Regions from separate parts of the Rattus norvegicus genome. Here region 2 is linked to region 1. A link is a contact called in public Hi-C data. All regions are on one chromosome and are shown on one strand. Each heading gives the region's core, a stretch centred on a gene start, on an enhancer-like site or on the middle of the called end of the contact. The rest is flanking DNA. Distances are from core to core; before and after follow the strand shown. Region 1 holds the start of Cox4i1 (cytochrome c oxidase subunit 4i1). Region 2 holds the start of Mthfsd (methenyltetrahydrofolate synthetase domain containing).

Region 1 (6,789 bases), core at 3,005-5,504:
CTATCTCTCCAGCCCCTAAACAATTAACAAACTGACCATGCTTAGGTGGCCTCTGAAGAGTGAGGTGTTAGGATGGAAACAGACTGTTGGACAGGCATACAAAGGCCTCAGAGCCCTGAGGGAAGTCCAACAGCACATGAAAAGCTGGGTGGTCTGGAGTGGTGGCACAATCACATAACCTGCCCCCTCCCAGGTGAGCCACGATAAAGCACGACCCGAAGCTGACCTCTAATGTCCACCTTCTCAGCATGGCTATGTGAAAACCCATGCTTCTACCACTGTGCAGGACCACAGGGAGATAAGTGAATCTCAGATAGACACCATAGTCTCCTCAGACTCATCTTTGCCTTCACAGGGGACGAAGGCTCTTAGCTGGGTGTGAACCTTTCTCTCTGCTCAATGTCCTCTATGCTGTTCTGGGACAGTCACACTGGAGAGTTGTCCAGGGGCCAGGGCCAACCCTTTGGTTCCTGTTAGGACTGCACACGGCCCCTCTCGGCAGCCTGCTAACCCTGTACCTACGCACTATTATCTATCTCAGGAGACTCCATAATTACCAAAGACCAGGCAAGGCTAAGAGCCATACCACTCCCCACCGTGCATCACCATAAGTGGAGGGTCACCTGGTCAAACCTCCTGTTTGCAGCAAGAAGCAGGCTTTGGCTTCAGGGTTTCACTGAGCTACTTCTAAGGCCAGCCCTGACTTTTCCTTGGAAGAGAAGCTGGCGGAGGGGGCCGCATGCTGAGGGACAGAACCCAGGGCAGATGGGTCATCTGAGCAGAATGCAGAACTGCCCGCAGCAGCAGAAACCAAGGCAGGGGAAAGACAAACGGGCTTAGAGAAACAGGGTTACGCTAATTTCCCTACCGGCCTTTTTATGGGTTTTTGCTATTAGGAGTAATTCCTTCACTGCCTACGTCAAAGGGCTTGAGGATAAATAATAGGCATAAGTACTTAAACAGATGAAAAGTACCGGAAATGCAAGGATTTTTGTCTAATGGAAAATGAGAACAGAAATCCCTTCAAAGGAGTCTCATGCCGCCCTTTGGCAGAGCACACATTAAGAAGTAGCTGGCTTGTCTTTACCACATCCAACAATCATTCCAGTGTGAGCTCCTCGGTAGTGGGAGCCACCAGGATCGGGCCTCACTGAAGGAACTGCATGGGTTCTGCCTGCGTTTGCACAGCTGCAGGCTCCAAACCCAGAGACCTCTCCTGGCCTTCGGCGTGCAAGGTTGCAAAGTAAACAGTACAAACTGAAGAGACCCAGGTGCCACAGGGCTGGTTAGACAGACAGCCCAGGGGGAGTGGTGTAAGATATTCAAGGAAGAGGGCGTGTGCAGGAGGGAACAGTATTAGGAACTCTGTGTATTGGGGAAGGTATAGAGGGTAAGGAAATATGAGCAGAGAGACAGGGAGCATTGGGTGTACTGCTCTAAGGGTCTTTGCTGCTCCCATGGGGATGGGGTCACATCCTGGAGACAGATAAGACACCAGTTCAGAGAGGTACTGTCAGACCCTAGTCCTTCAAGGGGAGCCTGCAGCCTGCCCACTGCAGAGGGTGGTTCACCTGAGACTAGATGCTGACAGGCATAAAGGGATAGACTCAACAAGAGTCTGAGAGAGACAGTCCACAGGCATTGGGATTCATCACAATGGAGCCCAGGCCAGGCCTGAGAACTATCACATTATGTGCCGGGAACTCAAGTGTTTCCACACTGTTAAAAGGACACAGTGGAGGACAGCACTGGAAGAGAGTGATCACAGCATTTGGTGCAGAGTCCCAGATAGTTGACAGTCAGACTGCCTCAAATGTGAAGGTTCCAAGGCAGTTCACATGGCCTGGGGTGCTGGGCTGGCTGGATACTTGAATGCCCCAACCATCCTAGCTTTGCTGAGCCAGAAATGTTAAGGAAGGGCGTTATATGTAGTGCTTTCTTGGGACTAGCTCTGTAGATCAGGTTGGCCTTGAACTTTTAAGAACTTAAAAGGCCACTTTGCTTGGCTCTTGTTTTACTTTTAATTTCGGATCTACAAGTGGGTATGGGCACGTGAGTGCAGTGCCCACAGAAGCCCCAACAGGGAGTCTGGAGACAGAGTTACTGGCTGTCATAGGTGCTGACCTTAGGACTGTTCTACAAGAGCAACCACTGAACCATCTCTCTAGCCCCTTTTAGCTGGTGCTTGCGTTCTTCTGTATAGAGCTTGTCGGAATGCTACAAACGAAAGTCTAACTGAGCCCCAGGCTTGACCCACCATAGTCATGCTCAGGGGAGAACCTGAGAATCCTGTCCTACTATTGAAGTCAGGGTACGGTCGGGTGGAAAGCTCCAGATGCAGCCACCTGCAACTCCCTAACAGGCAATTAAGACAGTTCCCAGAGGGCTGGAGAGATGGCTCAGAGGTTAAGAGCACTGACTGCTCTTTCCAAGGTCCTGAGTTCAATTCCCAGTAACCACATGGTGGCTCACAATCATCTGTAATGGGATCCAATGCCCTCTTCTGATGTGTCTGAGGACAGCAACAGTGTACTCATAGAAATAAAAATAAATAAATCTTAAAAAAAAGACAGTGGCCAGAAACAAGCACAGGAATCCTCAGATACTTCAGGCACTAAAAGCACACTTCTTCAGGGACTAAGTATCACCCCAAATCTTCCTCCACCTTAGAAAGAATCTTTAACCAGTAAACAAGACAATTTGCCTAAAGGCACTTGTAGTCATGCCGGAAATTTCCTTAGGTGTTTTAATGTAAATTAGTGGAAGAGCAGGGTGTGGTGGTGGTACACAGCTTTAGTCCTGGCCCTCAGGAGATGGAGGCGGGCTGAACTGTGTGAGGATTCTACAGAGTCCCAGACCAGCCAAGCCCACTAAAGTGAAACCTTGACTCCCAAAAATCAAAAGAAGAAATAAGATGTCAAGGAATGCTAGTTATGTCTGCAATCCCAGTTCCCAAGAACCTAGAGCAGGAAGTTTTGGTGGTCAGGGGCTAGTGTGAGGCTACATTCAAAGCAAGTCTGAGATTCAATGCAGCCATTTTGGGGGCGGGAGGGGGAGACAATATTAGCATTTCCTCCCGTGCCAGCTCAGGTTTTACATCCAGAGCTCATTCTGAGATGTAAATGAAGCTGTATTGAGAGTGGGTTGTTTTACATCCGGAAGCTTTTAATTCTAATACTGGCAGCAGGACAGATTTGTATCTCTGGTGCCTCAGGACAGCACCTGAGAGAGCTCCCAAGACGTAGCGCCTGGCCATAGCAATCTAGGGCTTTATAAAGGCAAACTCCACAAAGTTATAAATCTGGGTCTTGCAACTGTCTCTTGAGCAGAGGAAGCAAGATTGATTACAAAAGCAGAAATAGCAGTCGGTATTATGACTTATAATCTTGCTAAAACAGCAAGTTTTACAATAGTCTTCAGCTTCTGGGGGGGGGGGACAGGCCGACAAAATACAGTCTGTAAAACTAGAGGTTCACATGCTATAGGCATCTTCCCCACTCTGTGGTCTCACAAGCACATTAAGCTTAAACTTTAAACGTTAGCCATCCCAGGTCTCACTATGTAGACCAGGCTGGCCTCGAACTCAGGATCCGCTTGCCTCCCTATCCCGAGCGCTGCCTTTAAGAATGTACACCACACTCGGTTTCTTGGTAATTTTACGAAACTTCGAGAGCTCGCTCGTTAGGCTGCGTACTCGGGAGCAGGCGCTCCTCCTCCCTCGAAGGGCGCCTGACTTCGCCCAGCCCAGAACCCCGCCGTGGCCCCGAGCTTACTAGGGTGAGCGCCACCTCCAGCATGGGCGTCAGAGCCAGCGTGCCGTGGAAGAGCGGGATGCAGTCCACGAAGAGAGTGTGGTTGCCCGCGCCGGGAGGATGTTCCTTGCGCGGCCTCTGCCTCTCTGCCACCAGAAGCCCGTTGACGGCGCAGTGCGGGTACTTGGCGCCGTGTAGCACCATCTTGCAGTAGGCCTGGGTGGTCAGCTTCACGCCAGGCATGCTGAGCCTAGCTGGTCGCGTCGCGACCAACGCACCACAGTACGAAACACGACCCCACTGCACGCTAAGATGAGCTCCCACCACCAGCTACAGCCTCCCGCCTCAGTCCGCCCGCCGGAAAGCGTAGTCGCTAGCTAGCGTCTGCCAGAAAGCAGCGCGGCCTGCTCGGCCTTTCGCGACAGCTGCCGCACCGCGATCTGAAGCTGATGGACGTGGGCGGGGCTTCTTCGATTCCCGCGATGCTTCGCGGCACCGTCTTGCTCTTCCGGTGCGGGACCCGCTCTTCCGGTCGCGAGCACCCGGGGTGTAGAGGGCGGTCGCGGCGGTCGCCTGGGCAGCAGTGGCAGGTGACGGCCTTTGACAGCGGGTGAGGGCGGCGCGGCCATGGGCCGAGATCCTGGAGCGCCGGGGCCGGAGCGGTGCCTCCGAGGCGCCCCCGGACTCGGGACTTGAGCAGCTCCGTGACCTTGGGGCGCCCGCTTCCCGGGCGGATCTGTTGTCTTGGGTCCCCATTTGCCGTTCGGTTCCGGCCTGCCCAGCATCGGGCGTTCCCGCTCCGCCAGGCCCGAGGGACAGCGAGCTGAGTCCTGACGTCACGCTACGGTTTCTGCCGCCACGGGCGTTGTTTTTTGCGGTCTCGGGCGTTCGCTCTCGGGGAGCGAAATCAAGAGGGGTTGTGTTAAAGTGAGGCGTGGAGCTCGGGTCGCTGGGGCGGGTGACAGGGTCATCCAGGTCGCCTGCGGGCCGCAGGGACGGGAAGCGCGCCAGGGCTAGGGCTTGGGCGGCCTCCTCCGCTTGTCCTTCGCAGTCTCTGCGCAAGTCGATTTTTAAAATAAAACCAAGTCCGCAGGCGGTGCTCCCACCGCCACAGAGAGGAACAGCTCGTGGTGGCACCGTGCTATACCGAGTTCTAGCAGTTTCAGTCATTCTGGCCTTCTAGTTAATCTTTAAAAAGCTGCGTTTTCTAGTAAGTGGCCAAAGCCATGTATGTATATCACAGCCCTTGGTTTGATATCAGGAAGCTCTGTAAATGTGTACTGAGTAGAAGAACCTTATCCTGTGCTATTTCATGCCTTCTCCTCAGTAATAAAAACTGGCTTCTGGGTGCACGCCTCTGGCCTGCAATGCCAGCTCTTATGAGGTAGATATGGTAAGGTCAGCCTGTGCCTTAAAAAGCTGATGAAATCATACCAAAAAAATTTTTTTTAACGTTGGGGGAATAAGTTGCGTTTACTTCCTCAATGTTCTGTGGCAAAAAGACTTGTGCTAAAAGGTGTTTTCTCTCATTGTTAGGGATATACGTTTTTTATCTTTCAGAATGTTGGCTACCAGGGCACTTAGCCTAATTGGCAAGAGAGCCATTTCTACTTCGGTGTGCCTTCGGGCACATGGTAAGTGGGGCTTTTACTTCCTTTCCTTTTCTGTTTTCCTTCTTTGGTTTCTCATGACAGGGTTTCTCTGGGTAGCCCTAGCTGCCTTGGAGCTCAGAGACTTAACCTGCCTCTGCCTCTGCCTTTGCCTCCCGAGTTCCCTGGGATTAAAGATGTGCACCACCAGGCCTGGCTAAGGACTGTTACTTTCAAATAGGCCAACTTAATGTCATTTTGCCCCTAAGTCTAAGATCCTGTGCTAGGATTTTAACAAAGATGTCTGGTAGCTTGACCTTGCGGGGATTTTAGGGAGAGATGAGAATTTGAACAGGACGGTTGTCTGCTTGAAGGAGCATAGATAAATCCTGTTCGCCAGGATCTTGGCTTGCTTTAGTTTCCTCTCACAGTTTGTTTTCTAGTTCTCTCTTCCGTCCCTCCTTCTGCCCTTCCTTCCAGTCTCACTGTGCAGCTCTGACTGGCTTTGAACTCTCAGGGTTCCTGACTCTGCCTCCTGAATGCTATGGTTAAAGGTACAGTACCACACCGGTAAAGTTCTGTCCCTTCTGTCTGTCTCCATATCTTACTCTAATCTTTTCCACCCACAAAACTCTGACCCTCTTAAGCCCCCCTTCTGTTTCCATCCTGGAAGCAGTGGAAGCAAAGGCCGTTGGGTGGGCTTGAGTCAGAGCTGTGCGGATTGCATTGCAATCATGGCTAGCTCCTGCTGTTGTAAGGATCGGCCTTCTCAGCTGAAATATACAGACATGCAAGGTTTGGTTCTGAGCCTGGCATGTCACCACGTTATCTTGGCACTTGTGAAGCTGTTCTTCCTACCAGTGTTAGGCACTGAGACTAAGATAACGTGAGGTGGACCTTCCACAGAGCTTGCAGTATGGAGTGGGCTGGCCACGGGAAGGTAGCGTTAGCCCTAGAGGTGGACTGTGTAGCCTGGCTGGCACTTGGGAAGGCTTCTAGGAGAAGGGTTCTGCTGCCGAAGGGCTAGCAGTGTGAGGCATGAGGCTTGGGTTGTAGATGAGATGTTTGGAGAACCTTGTTCAGCATGTATTGAGTATGCAACAGCGGCCCTCCGTGTTGGTGTTAGTGCAGCCATCCTGCAGTAGTTCTAATGCTGTGTCCTGTTGTTCTCCCCCGGGGGCACCAGAGGTGCAGGCTGAGACATTAAGTGTTATTGAAGGGTTTGGGCAAGGAAAATCCCTCTTTTATTAACCAACATGAAAGACAGGCTCCATCTCCGAGCACGGGAAGCTGTGACAAGACCAATTTTCAGTTTGGCTTGGCTGTCATTTTATTAATCTGGCCAGTGGACAAGGAGCTTCAATCTCCTTGGACATCTGTGCTTACAGTATTAGGGCGCTTTGGGACTCCACTGGGGCACTGCTGTCAGTTGAGGTATTTGTGGTGTG
Region 2 (6,789 bases), core at 1,482-3,981, 460 kb after region 1:
TTCACTCTCACTCGTTTGATTCACTTTTGAGACCACGAGCCTGTCCTGGGCTTCCCGAGCCTTCTTCCCTGCACTCCATATCCATCTGTCTCCCACAGAGCACAGAAACAAAACTACAAGGAGGGACAGTCTCCAGGGGCCCTACAGTCTGCAGCACGCTCAGTCAGGGCCAGAGCTAGGCCAGTGTAGGGAGAAAGTCCAGGCAACACAGGGTACTGGTGGATGGATGCCTGGTTTTAAGCCCACTAGGGCCTTGACATGTCTTCACAAAGCACTTCGGATTTTTTTTTCAAAAACCCAAAACAATGACCACAAACTATATCGCCCTCTCTCTCTGAGACAGGGTCTTCTGCAGCCTAGTCAGGCCTTCAAGTCACAATGTAGCTGTAGATGACCTTAAACTCCTGATCCCCCTGCCTCCCCCTGCCAGGATGGCCAGCCTAGGCCAGCACTTGGCTTACACGGCCTCTTTAAGGTGAGCTATTTTCCATGTAAACTGTCCTGGGTTGACTTATATTTTTGAACAGTTAGGAAACTGAGGCCCGGGGATGGTAGAAAGGCTGGGCTTCCCTCTGTGGGATCCACAAGCCCCTCCCTAAGTGGCTAATGGAGGCCAGCTCTGTGACAAGCACTGGTAGCCTCTGCAGTGCAGAGATTGTGGCCCAAGGCCCAAGGGGTGATGGAGTAGGACTCATCAGAACACCACATGCCCTCCAAGACTCTGCCTCTGACCTCCAAATCCATCCTACCAGAGAGCAATGGATCTGTGTCAGTGACTCGAATAGCTTGATCCCCTTCTAACAACCCTGGGAACACTTCTATACCTTGAAGTTGGGGATCCTGTGATGAACAGGTCGGGGAAAATCAGCTATATTATGGGATTCCATGTAGTCCCAAATCCGTTCACGTATGCTTTGCTTGGAGACATCTCCTATAACGACGGAGGACTGTGACGTGCTGGTAAGAAGCAATCCCACAATGCACGTGGGCACATGCACACCGGCCACTGTGACACCACATGCTTGGGAATTTGTGACCACATCAGACCAGCTTAAGATAACTGAAAATAGGGGTTGGGGATTTAGCTCAGTGGTAGAGCGCTTGCCTAGCAAGTGCAAGGCCCTGGGTTCGGTCCCCGGCTCCGAAAAAAAGAAAAGAAAAAAAAAAAAAGATAACTGAAAATATTAGATTTCCCTCAAGCTCCCTCATCAGTTAAGAGAAGTTCCTTCTTTTCTGCTAGGAAGCGGGAGTATACTGTAAAAACCTAGCTGGAAGTTAATTTGTAGTCTTTTCTTTGCAGTACCAGGGGATCCTGCACTCTATGAGTGAGCTACACACCTTTTTGAGGCAGGGCGTTGCTCTGTTCAAGATGAGGCTTGAACCTGAAGGGCTTTTCCTTCAGTCCCCAAGTAGCAAGGGTTACGTGTAAGCAAGCCACTAGGTCTGGCTAGAAGGTAGTTGTACTGGCTGATTTTATGTATCAACTTGACACAAGCTGGAGTTATCACAGAGAAAGGAGCCTCAGTTGTGGAAATACCTCCATGAGACCCAGCTGTAAGACATTTTCTCAACTAGTGATCAAAGTGGGGAGGACCCAGCCCATTGTGGGTAGTGTCATCCCTGGGCTGGTGGTCTTGGGTTCTATAAGAGAGCAAGCCGAGCAAGCCAGGGGAAGCAAGCCAGTAAGTAACATCCCTCCATGGCCTCTGCATCAGCTCCTGCTTCCTGACCTGCTTGAGTTCCTGTCCTGACTCCCTTTGGTGATGAACAGCAATGTGGAAGTGTAAGCTGAACCAACCCTTTCCTCCCCAACCTGCTTCTTGATCATGATTTTGTGCAGAAATAGAAACCCTGACTATGACAGTAGTCTTTTGAATTATTTAGTGATCCAGTGGGTCAAACCTGAGGCGTTAAGTGTGCTAATCGAGAACCCTATCACTGAGTCACACCCCCAACCTGTCCTTTTAAACTGTTAAATCTAACAAATGACCTCACACACCTCACAAGGCTGGTGTATAGAAAGCACATTTGTCTTTTTTGTTATTTATGGCCGGTGCCTTGGTGGTGCAAGCCTTTAATCGCAGTTCTCGGAAGGCCATTTAATTTAGAGGCCAGACTGAAGTAGAGTGAGTTCTAGGGCAGCCAGGACTACACAGAAGAACCCTGACTCGAAGAAAAAGAAAACAAAGATGTATTTATTATATATGTGCACCGCGAGCAACCTGCGGGGTGGTGTATACAGGTGCCAGAGGGCATTAGATCCCTTCCCGTGGTACTGGACTTGTGAGCCACTGCATAGGCTTGTTGAGCAACCGACGCTCTTACCCTTCCCCACCGTGTCTCTGTCTCTCACTCGCAGCCCTAACACAGCGTTTGCATCAGCAGACCCCACTGTCCAGCAATGTATGCTTTCCAATCTGTCACTTCCTACTTGTTGAAAACGCTTTGCAGCGCAGGCAGAGAGAATCTACTAGGAGAGTGCTCGACCCAGCGGCCATCCCCAGCCTTGGCTGATTTAAACCTGTCTAGCCCGGCAGGGTGAGGGCGAGACTGACCCTCCCTCCCCGCTGTCAGCCTTGGCGTCCCAGGCCAAGCCTTGTCCTCCCTACGCGTGGGGGCAACGGGGACAACCACTCTGTCCCAGCCTCGGTTTCCCCATAGCCCTCTGCATTGCTCACCCGCCCGGGCCTCCATGACCAACACGTCACCGAGCGACGCCTCCCGTAGAGCTTGTCGGCGCACCGATGACGTCAGACGCATGCGCTTCGCGTTGCACCTGCGCACTGAAGCTAAGTACCCGCGATGCACGCGCATGCGCGCATGGTGCAGTGGGCGGGGCTCCCGTTCCAGGTTTAGGATTACCTGAAGTAGCACCGGACGCCTTAGAAGTTCGAGGCCACTGCTGGAGCCTCCTTAGAACATGGATGCGCGGGACTTCCCGGGACACACACACACACAAAACGCATGCATTTGTACTGTATGGAACATATTACACTATAGTGCCGACGAGATGGCTCAGAGAGTGAAGACACTTGCTGCCAAGCCCGACAACTTGAGTTCATTCCTCCGGACCCACACACAGGGTGGAAGGAGAAAAATGACTCCCTTGTCTTTTGACCTTCACAACCTGGGCTGTGTTATGCGCTCATATACACACATCATGCACACACAAAACTATATGGAACATACCAACATACATGCAGGTATGTATAGTACTTGTAGAAACATCTCTTGAAATTAAAGGTTAACAAGGAAACCTGTATATAGGGGTGGATCTAGGATTTCCAGCTTCCTTTGCCAAGAATTGTACCAGGAACACGTGGTTAGTTATAGAATAAAAACTGTTTATTAAGGAAAGAAAAAGCACTCCTGAAATGAAGGGGGTTGTAAGCCAGGCACAGCAGAAATGCAGATATGCTGGGCCAGGAAGCTTCTGATTCCTCATTGGTCATTTACACACACCCACTGGCCTTGTCCATCTCCAGCCTTGTTGGTCATGCCCGTTCTGGCATCCGGCTCCAGTCTCATAAAGTGTGTGTGTGTGTGTGTGTGTGTGTGTGCCCGCACGCCCACGTGAACTTGTAGTCACCCACCATACTGTGCATTTGGAGCATCCGATTCGGCTGAGGGTGTACAAGTCTGCCTTGGCCACCCAGCCCCACACACCCCAGCCTCAGATTGGTCGGGGATGGGGGCTGGGGGTCAATGACCTGCTGTCTGTTTTGCAGCTTACCTTTGCACCTTGACAAGACTTCCCCAAACCGCTCCCTCGCTGGGAAAGGTGGCCTCATGGCTGCCATCTCATGGATTCTCCCATTGGTTGGATGAAGTGTGTTAGCATTCCACTCTTTCTGTTCACTAATCACCAAAATGAATGGTGCACTTCTTCTGAGACAGGGTCTGACCATGCAGCCCTGGCTGGCCTACAACTCGTCATGTAGACCAGGCTGGCCTTGAAATCACACACCCACTTGCCTCTTCTTCCAATAGCTGGGAGTAAAGTTGTGAACTACCATGCCTGGCAAATGTTTGCTTTTCTGCCCTGCCCGAAACCTCATCTTCCTTTTTCTCTTCCTCTTCCTCCCTAAGTGCAACTGACATACCCAGATTTTTATTTTTATTCTTTAACATGGGTGCTCCTTACTAGGCAAGCATTTGACCGATCGAGCCCTTTCTTAACCCAAATGCCTCTGACTGAAGTGTGTAGTATGGAGGGACAGCAGTGTCCTGTCCGTTTGGTGTCCTCTGGTTTCTAGAATTGTCAATACGATGTCAGGTTGTCCTCAGAGAAAGGACTGGGACCTGGGCTTTTGACCAGCACCCTTCCGCGTGGACACCGGGCTACCTAGCCCACTCTCCTGAAGCCCTATCTTAGATTTAACATGTTTCCCCGGAAACAGAGAGAACACCCCTCCAGCAGGTTTTAACAGCCATCTGTTTATTTCTTTTGGATTATGAAGCAAGGCCTCAGAGTTCAGGACTTACATGGTGGAAGAACAGAGCTGACTTCTGACTCCGGGGAGCTGCCCTACGACCACAGCAAGTCAGTCTGGTGCACGTCCCCTTCCCCGAAACAAATAAATGCAAAACATTTTTAATTAAAAAAGGAAAGGATCCCGACAGCATGGGGTCTACCTTGCCCTGATGTCCTCTCCCACTGTGTGTGGCCTGGCAGCAGATACAAGCAGATACACACTTGCTGGTGTAGCTGACAATTACGGAACAGGGGGTAAGGGATGTGTATATGTGGAGGGGGAGGGAGGCAGGGGGTCCTCAATGGAGGCTTCAGAGAGGGTGGCTAGGGAGGCTTTGGAAGGCCAAAGACTCAGCAGGTGTGTGGGGCTGCAGAGGGTCCTGACTGAAGCAGGGTGAGGGGAGGGTGACTTTGGCTTTAATGTTGCCCTTAAAGGTAAAGCAGATGCCATGGTCCAAGCAGTGGCTTGATCCCCAGGGGTCCTCTTTGCCCCTGCTCTAACCAGTCCATGAGCATCTTATTGTCCCAGAGTCCATCTTGTGGTCACTTGAGTCACCAGTCCAAGTTGGGGACTTTGAATGTGGCTCATCGTCAGAGCGAGGAATCCTCAATCTCAAGATTTCAGGAGGTTCCGAATCCCAGATCCAATGTCTACCTCAGCAGCTTTGTCTTTTCTGACTTTCCAGTCAGAGCTGCAGGCTCCCACAGTAGCCCATTTAGCCTGGAGGGTGAGTCACAGGGCTTCACAATGTCACAGCTATTCATGGCAGGATTCTTCAAAACTCCCAGAACAGTGGGAGAGGGGATGCTGGGAGGTTCTTGAACATTCTCTCCACTCACTGACTGCTGTGGAAAGACCTTTACTTTCTGTAGTATTTGTGTTCTATTTTCCGAGTTATAATGATAGTTTGATTTTGAAAATTTCCTAACTTATAGGAAAGTTGCTACAACGGAGTCCCTAAGTTTAAAAGCCTCCATTTTGTTACATGTTGTTACATTTCTGAGGCTCCTCTTCCTATCCTGTCAGCAGCTGTGATACTTAGTGTCCACTGTCAGTTGGACAGACTCTAGGCTTACTTAGGAGAGGGGACTTCAGGCTTGTCTGTGGGGATTATCTTGGAGGCATTAATGGGGGAAGGCGGATCCAATACTGGGCATCACATTCCCTGTCTGGGGCCCTGGACTGTGTGAAACCGAGCAGAGCTGAGCACCAGCACCCCTGCAGTCGCCCTGGCTCCCTTCATTGTGGCTACAGTGTGCAGCTCCTGTCCTGTCCCTGTACCCTTCCCCCACGCTGCCATTGCTACCTCTGCTGCAAATTGAGGAACTGTGAGCTGAAATTTCCTTGGTCAGAGTATTTATCACAGGCTGGAAAACAGGCTAAAACCCCACCCATCATTGGTGGAGTACTTATTTTTCCCTCTCCTTCTCCCCCTCCCTCTCATCCCTCTCCCTCCTCCTTTTGCTTCTTCCTCCCTTCCTTCCTCTATCCCTGTCTTCTTCAGCAGTGCTGGGGTGGAATCAGGATCTGAATGCCTGGCAATTGCTCTTCTCCATGGCACAGCCCCTTTCGGATATTTTAAAAGTTGCAGAGTCTGTAACATCAACCCTAAATATTTTGACATGTTCTTGCTACAGGCAGGACGTGTTCTTACCTGAGCACAAGTCCTATCTCACTCAGGAATCTTAACCCGGGGAAGATGGCTGTCCAGGGCACACTCTGGATTCCGAGTCCCTCAGACCTGTCCTTTGTTAAGCTTTCTGCCATCCAGCATGGAGCATGACATGGAGTCTCTGGGTTCTCTGATGTCCTTTGGAACTTCCACCATCATCCTTTTCTTCACCCTGGCAACTTCTGGAAAATTCTCACTAGAATGAGTTAGGATCCATCAAGGACCGAGACTTTTGTCCTGAGAAAGGTTTTTTTTTAGAGGTCCTGAGTTCAATTTCCAGCAACCACATGATGGCTCACAACCATCTGTAATGGGATTTGATGCCCTCTTCTGGACAACAGTGTACTCACATACATTAAACAAACAAACAAACAAACAAACAAACAATCCAAAAGAAAATAGCACTGAAGCCAGGTGGTGGTAGCACACATTTTAGTCCCAGCACTCAGAAGGTAGAGGCAGGCAGATCTCTAAGTATGAGACCAGCATGGTCTACAGAGAGTTCCAGAGCAGCCAGGGCTACACAGACACAAGAGAAATGCTGTCTCAATCAACCAACCAATCAAACAACTAATAGCAACTCTGATGCCGGGGCGTGGTGTGCACGTTTAATCCCCGCACCCAGAAAACAAAACCAGGTGT

What was found. A called contact is a pair of places that touch in the nucleus more often than the background predicts.
Region 2: a Hi-C map of kidney shows a contact between it and region 1, with 4 times the contacts expected there. The contact joins the promoter of Mthfsd here to the promoter of Cox4i1 in region 1. A contact is called at or near these places in 6 of 12 Hi-C or Micro-C datasets (the Rat2 cell line, Schwann cells, frontal cortex and 3 more).

What each region holds. Positions count from the first base shown.
Region 1 is chr19:65,626,129-65,632,917 of GRCr8, forward strand. Cox4i1 (cytochrome c oxidase subunit 4i1) reads left to right here and starts at 4,255. Exons shown (of 5, transcript NM_017202.1): 1 at 4,255-4,342; 2 at 5,313-5,386. The coding sequence starts at 5,314. It overlaps Emc8 (ER membrane protein complex subunit 8), which reads right to left and starts at 4,107. Exons shown (of 5, transcript NM_001012165.1): 1 at 3,774-4,107. The coding sequence starts at 3,995.
Region 2 is chr19:66,084,149-66,090,937 of GRCr8, forward strand. Mthfsd (methenyltetrahydrofolate synthetase domain containing) reads right to left here and starts at 2,732. Exons shown (of 8, transcript NM_001401041.1): 1 at 2,679-2,732; 2 at 825-931. The coding sequence starts at 2,694.